Linked DNA regions of Sus scrofa: region 1 is linked to region 2. A link is a contact called in public HiChIP or PLAC-seq data. All regions are on one chromosome and are shown on one strand. The core of a region is the stretch at or near the end of the contact, and the rest is flanking DNA. Distances in the headings are between cores, read along the strand shown. Region 1 overlaps LOC106505250 (a long non-coding RNA gene). Region 2 overlaps UBL3 (ubiquitin-like protein 3).

Region 1 (3,600 bases), core at 1,066-3,565, 210 kb after region 2:
GTCCTGCCATCTGTCTGCCTGTCACATCTGTGTGCTAACTCTGAGCTTGGGGTCCAGAACCTTCCAGCCTGCTTTCTGATGAGGTGGACAGTCTGGGTCTAGTCCCACCCTAACAGGAGCGGGGGTTCCTGGGGACCCCGTACAGCCAGCGGGGAAGGAGCAAAGGAAGAGACACCTGACTTCTCGCCTCCGGCCACCGGCCAAGTCCAGCTGGAAGCAGAGGGCAGGAGAGCTGGGGGGCACGGGCCACAGAGAACAGCCTCTGGCACGCCGAGCAGAGTGGAGAAGGGCAGGAATCAGTGGGGACTTGGGGGACATCAGAGATGGGCCAGCACAGATGGTATAACGTGGAGCCAGGACTGGGGACGACTGTGGCATCCAGCTTGTCCCAGGGAAGAAGAGAAGGCAAGCCCCAGGACCTCAGGCCCAGCAGCCTCTGAGAAGTCCAGGAGAGCATTGTCCACCCTCGCCATCACCCACCAGGACCCCAGGAGATACCACTGCCACCTAGAGCCCCTAGCTACCCTCCCAAAAAAGCTGGGGAGGGCCAGTGTAGGAGCGTCTGAGGGCATGGCTTCTCCAGCCACCCAGCACTTACAGCCCCGCAGCACAGGGCCTCCCAAACGCCTTCTCATCTCCTGCTCTGAGGATGCCCCCCCCTTTTCTGACAATGGATTCGGTGCATTGCATTCAGAGGAGCCAGTATGTTTAGCAGAAACGGGAGACTCTGCTCAGCAACTGGGCAGGAGAGGGCCCCAGGGAAGGGGGGTACCGTGTGGGAAGGACGACGCGGGGGCGGGGGGGGGGGGAGGTCCGGAAGAGCTGCTGAAGCTTCTCAACATTGCAGACAGAGAAAACAACAGCTCCCAATAATAATAACCATTTCAGCTTTGCTCAATTATGATCTCCAGATTACGGGCATCTCATTACCACCTCAAAACGAACAAACAAAACTCTGACTTTTCTATTAACGTCACAGCCGTCAGTGTCTCATTGATTGAAGAGAGCCAACTTCAAAAGAGACTGAATTGTTTTTTCATTCTAAGCCAATCTAGAGCCTGGGCTGTGTCTGCAGACATTTTGTCTCGTCCCTGCCTCTGCCCGGGGCTCCACCTAGCGTCCGACAGCCGGTACTACACCCTCTATCCCACTTCTTAAAGCTGCCTTTTCTCACAATGAGCTGGTTTCATAGAAAATCATGAGACTTGATGGAGGGAAAAAAATGGCCTCTGTGACAGACATTTTTCAAAAGTGGTTGAGCAATAAAGACTTCCCATTTATTGGATTTCACACATGATTTCGCTTGAGCCAAACCAAAGACTCGTGACTCTTAAAAACAAGGAAGAGGCAAGAGAGTACCGAGTATTTGGGCAATTTTCTCACGGCCTTCTTGTTTTGGGGAACCATGCCTGTGTGGACACATAAAAAGGTGACTGATTTGCATATGCACATACGGAGTTTGCAGGGCCAGGCCTCGTACAGCAAAGACTTATTTAAGTCCCTGTAATGGGCTGAATTGTGCCCCAAATTCAAATAAATCCTAGCCCCCTGTGTCTCAGAAGGTCACCATTTTGGAGATGAGACAATTAAGTGAAAAGGAAGTCTTTAAGGTAGACCCTAGTCAAATCTGACTGGTGTCCTTATGAGAAGAGGAAATTTAGACACAGACTATGCAGGTAGGGGGACGGGGGGCGGTGGTAGTGGGGAGACCCTATGAGGATGAGAAGGCAGTCACCCACCAGGCAAAGGGGAGAGGCCTCAGAAGAAACTAACCTGCCAGCGCTTTGATCTTGAACTTCCAGACTCCAGAGCTGTGAGACAATATGTTTCTCTTGTTTAAGCACACACACACACACACACAGAGCCCCGTCTGCAGTGTTTTGTTATGTGGCCACAGCAAACTACAGCCCCTACATTTTTTCCTCCCACAAGCTGGGCAAACAACACCAGAGGAAACCGGCCCCATTGCTGGTAAGAGTGACCTATGCCAGCTTCGTGTCTCTGCGTTTTCTACATAATGAGTTCTGAACCCGGAAAGGTTGGGCAGTAGCTTTGGCAACTTCCTTTGTCCACTCCTCCCTCCTATCAGTAGGGAACGTGGTAAGACTTAAGCCTCTCCCGGAAGTGGCTTCCTGGTGGGGGTTTAGGAGAATCCAGACCCTCCCTCAGCGGGCAGTTGGGGGTCAGATAGGCCTCTGCCACAGCTGGGTGAGCAAGCTTGGCAAGTTTACTGCGCCTCTCTGAGCCCCGATCTTGTCCGCTGTAAAGTGAGGGTGATGGGGTTGCCTGGAAACTGAGGTTCAGCAGGGCATCTGGCTCGGACCTGCTCAGGACACACCCACCAGCCACACCTGAGCCGAAGGTGCACACCAGCATCCCCAGACTTGCCTGCGGAACCCCGACTTCGCCCCTCTTCTTGGAGAGGTGGGGAGAGGGGCTGGTTAGGCGGGAGCAGGCATTTAGGCCCCCCCCCGCCCCCCGCAGTGCCCCGTGGACGCCCGGCATAAAAGCCAACTTCAGAAAATTGCTTCCGGTGACCTTGGCTTTCAAGAGATCTCCTAGGAGGACAGAGGCCTTTGGCTGGACATTTAGGGACGTCACTTTTGAAGGCACAGAAGCAGGATGGCTGCAGCGGGTGCGGGAGGAAAGGGCACCGCCGCCAGGAGCCCGACTCCCGGGAACCGCAGCGCCGACTCAGTCCTTTCCCGCTGCGATCAATCTCTGGCCGGGCCGTTTCCGCCGCCCGCGGCTCCGGCCCCGCGGCCGCGCGGCGCATTAGTGACTCTGTGACCCGTTCGCCCAGCGCCCTGCCCGCGGCTGCCCGCCCCGCTGCGGCGGCTGCCGGGCGGGACAGGGACAGCCGGCCTGGTCCCCGCAGCCCGAGTCCCCTCTTAAAGCGGCCCGTGCGCTCCGTGCGGATGCCCCGGGCCCCCCGCCCGGTCCCCCGTCGGGGACCCCGGCTCCCCCTGGCGGACGCCAGCTCCCTCGAGTTCCCAGCCGTTTCAGATGTTCAATTTCAGTCATCTGGGGGTGCTTTTCCAGCGCGCTCGCGCAAACACACAGACACACAGACACACAGACACACAGACACACACAGACACACACACACACACACACACACACACACACACACACACACTCTCTCTCTCTCTCTCTCTCTCTCTCTCTCTCTCTCTCTCCAGGTGAGGGATTTCCGGCTGGGTGCATCAGAGATCTCGGCGGCAAGATGCACACAGGCTAAGGAGCCAAAGAACAGAAATGCAGTAAAAATGTAAAAATGGGGTAGGCCCAGCAAAGTGTCCAGAATGCTCCCTGACTGAACGCTCTGTACCAGCCTCAGAACACTCAGTGCTCCGTCTGGACTCTTCAGCCCGGGAAACAGAGGCGTTGCATTTCTGTCCTGCAAGCGCCGTATATTTGGCAGGAGGGAATGCCTTTCAGAGGCACCTTGTTTTCTTAAATATACCGAATGTATAATACGAACTCTCAGAGGCTTCTGTTTCTTAAATATACCGAATGTATAATACGAACTCTCAGAGGCTTCTGTCTGAAAAGGGAACACATCCTACAGGCTCCATGAAGAAGCATGTTCAGATAAAG
Region 2 (3,513 bases), core at 381-2,880:
GAACCCACAATCTCATGGATACCAGTCAGGTTTGTTACCTGCTGAGCCACCACGGGAACTCCCTCCGCCCCCCCCACGCCCGTCACATTTTACATTTGAATTAATGGAGGTTTAATGACATAAACCCACTGCCTTTCCGTCCTTGTCACATCACTAACTCCTATCTTCAATTCCCTATAAACCAGTGCCTGCTGAGGCCAAACTTGTAAAGCTCACTTAGGCGCATCTAATAAAAAACATCAACTGCTTCTCATTTCGCATCTTCCTCCGTCTCTCTGCAACATCTGACACAGTTTAACCCCTTTTTCCTTGAAAATCTTTCCTTGTTAGGCTTCTGTAATTCCCAAAATGTGCTTTCTGGAACATGAACATCCATGAAGTATTCTGGGGGAGCAAAGTGGTCAGACCAATCCGCAAAGCATTACTTCATCTATTCACCTCTTGGAGATTTGGCATGTACGCTAACATTAAAAACCCAAAGAATTCTTGCAGTGAACAAATTCATTTACCGTTAACAGCTGTGGTATTTAACCACAGAAGCAATTTTCTTTCCCCTACCACTTGTTACCATCCCACAGATGTACGTTCAGAAAAACATACTTTGGAGAATACTACCCCTGCTCTTTGGGGCTGCTTCTTGTTATTTTTTTCCTCCTGTACTCCAAACACGGGCTTTCCGAGGTTCTTTTGTCAGTCTTCTGTCTCCTCAACATCCCCTTGAGACAGCCTCGCCAACACCCAAGGCTTCAGCTGCCCCTTATGGAACACCCCCATTCTTCATGGAGCCCCACTTTCACTTCTCCAGCTGCCAGCTGACCACATCTAATAAGACAGCCTGCTGTCCTCGCAAAACTGTATGTTTCTATTTTTTTTGGCTACACCTGTGCTAGGCAGATTCCTAGGCCAGGGATTGAACCCACACCACAGTAGTGACCAGAGCCACAGCAATGACAACCTAAATCCTTACCTGCTAGGCCACCAGGGAACTCCTCAAAACTAAATGTTCAGATTTAAACTTAGTTCTTCCTCAACAACAGGTGTCCCTCCTGAATTTATTTCTGCTAAATTCTCCAGGTCTCCCAGTCAGGCAGGCTGGAAGGCCCAGAGTGCTCCTTCACTCAGCCCTACTTTCTCCTCTCCCCTCCTTCGGTTATTGAATTCTCGCGAGGTCTCTCTGTTGCCTCTCTCGCCAATCCAGGCTGCACACTGCCAAACACTTTCAAAGACGGCAACCTGTGTCAGTGCGGCTCCGGGACTAACATTTACTTGTCAGCTCGCCAGCACCACACATACCTGGCGTGAAGGCACAACCCTGTGAGACGGCACCACTGTCTCCATCCTGAGGATGGTTAACTGGGACACCGAGGTCAGGAACCTCTGAAGATGACACAGTGGACAGTCCAACGGCAGCTGTCCCTCCGTATCCCTGGGGTCTGCTTCTGAGACCCCTGCAGATCCCATGTCACTTACACAAGATGGCTCTCTGTACCCGCAGACACGGAGAAATTTCCCTGCGCAAATTTCTATTCCAGCCAAAATGGCACATTCATTATAAATCCTATTCTGGCAAGACTCACGAGCATGACTTCCTGATTCTGCTCTTTCAGTTCTAAGGCCTCCTCTGAAGCCCTTCTGACCCACATCCTCATTCCTCCCTCAGGGTTCTACCCAATCATGGGTACAGATCAGGGGTGACCCTATGTGTCCACGTTTGCCTGAGATAACTTGGAACAACTCCAATTTGTAATGGTACCTGCTTCTCCTCTCAAAAGTATCTCAATCTAGATAACAAACTCTAAGGTCATCCTACATACATCATCTGTTGTAGCAAGAGTCAGTTTATGTCATGTGTCTTCACTCTCCAATTAAATTACAGTCCTTGAGGATGGAAAAACCTATCTCAAAACTTCGCAGTTCTCCTCTTTCATAAGTTGCTAACTTACAACAGCAAGCACAGTCGCGTATGTGTGTGGCTACGAAACAATCTTGAAGATGAGCCTTTGGCTGTATTTTATTTCCCAATTAAACCCTACTTTTAGTTCAAAAGAGGAAAAAGTGCCATTTAATTCATACAGTTAACCTCAGTTACTTGTACCTGAAAAATACTAGGTATATTTAGTACATTGGAAAATGAATGAATAATGCTATCAGAATATGCTAGACTATAACCACCATCCCTGAAACACTGCAACAATGCACATGTAACAGAAGAATACAACCAGAAGTGGATGGACCAACTATTACCATGTTATTCTAATATTTTTTACTGTTACACACAGGTGATGACAGACTCACTCTTCCACACACAACTATCATGGAACACACGCCCTGAAACAGTCCACAGCGATACTGAAAAACAGTTGCCCTGAAGAGAGAAGAAAGAAAAAGACATTTAAAAAATCCTCCTATTCTTTACAATATGTTTGTCAGTCAACTCATTATTCAAAACTGATAGCAAGTTCTCTTATTTAAGAAGAATACATTCTATCCGGCTATGAAGACGATGATTGTTCCAGGCTGCCTGTGCCTCTCAGGCCCATTCAGTCCACAGGGACAATTTGCATCAACCTGTGACTAGTGATACTGTCGCTTAGTGGTGCCCCAGATAGCTATGACCTCATGTGCTCTTAACACTGAGGTTCTCATTTATACTTGGTATACTGGAATACTCATGAATCCTTACTCAGAGACAATTGTTTTATTATTATTTATTAAAATTTTAAATTGTAGTTATCAGTTTACTTAGGGTTAGAGTGACAAATTATTTAGCAGCAGAATTCTGCATGACAAGCAGGAAATGAAAAAAACAAACATGATAAATGCATCAACATCAGTATATAACATTAAGTGTGATTATCAGTAAAATATAGCACAAAATTCTGCATTTACGCAGGATATGCCACCTAAGTTAATTAACATAATCACCAAGTGTGCATCATTGGGGGGAATGCATCACGCTAGTCACAAAAACAAACAAAAACCACACACACACACACACACACACACACACGAACTGTATGTTCACAGAAGTTGTTACTGAATGTAAATCCAGCAGCATCAAAACATTTAGCATTAAAACAAAAAGCAATGGCAGCAGATGACTTCAAAGGGGAGGAATAAAGAAGAGCACTACACAGCAGTAAAGTGCACGGTAAAATGACAGGTGAATTCCTGGGGAAAAGTAAATGACTCAGAGAGTAAAAGAAGGACCACTTATAAAGAGGAAAGATTGTCATGAGCAGATTAGACAACTGTCCAGTGTTGTGGACATGAACAAGCAGAATGCATCAGTGCCAGAGAAACAATTCAAGAATTATTAAAGAACCCCTGGCACTGAGCTAGAAAATATCACTTATGCTTTTTACAAATTTAGAAGCTTAGGTTCAGAATTAAAGAAAAATTATCTAAGGTTATTTAAAAACAAGACAAACAAACAAACAAAAAACCAGAAGATAGTTAGAAATCCAAATAAATTGGTGCCAGTTAAGTACGACAACCTTCCAACTTGGACCA

Evidence for each region. HiChIP or PLAC-seq counts read pairs in DNA pulled down with a chosen protein or histone mark.
Region 1: an H3K27ac HiChIP or PLAC-seq map of alveolar macrophages shows a contact between it and region 2. The contact joins two enhancer-like sites. A contact is called at or near these places in 6 of 47 Hi-C or Micro-C datasets (embryonic fibroblasts, epiblast stem cells, fetal liver and 3 more) and 1 of 2 datasets of contacts at active chromatin or transcription factors (alveolar macrophages).

Annotation. Positions count from the first base shown.
Region 1 is chr11:6,929,941-6,933,540 of Sscrofa11.1, forward strand. The region is part of intron 2 of LOC106505250 (a long non-coding RNA gene); the gene reads right to left. Among named protein-coding and RNA genes, the nearest start is that of KATNAL1, 130 kb to the right of the region's middle. Within about 2 kb of position 2,316, at least 34 of the 83 cell types and tissues checked have an H3K27ac peak or open chromatin away from gene starts, as enhancers often do. A contact at or near this core is called in alveolar macrophages, where this site is marked.
Region 2 is chr11:6,722,116-6,725,628 of Sscrofa11.1, forward strand. The region is part of intron 1 of UBL3 (ubiquitin-like protein 3); the gene reads right to left. Among named protein-coding and RNA genes, the nearest start is that of UBL3, 40 kb to the right of the region's middle. Within about 2 kb of position 1,631, at least 5 of the 83 cell types and tissues checked have an H3K27ac peak or open chromatin away from gene starts, as enhancers often do. A contact at or near this core is called in alveolar macrophages, where this site is marked.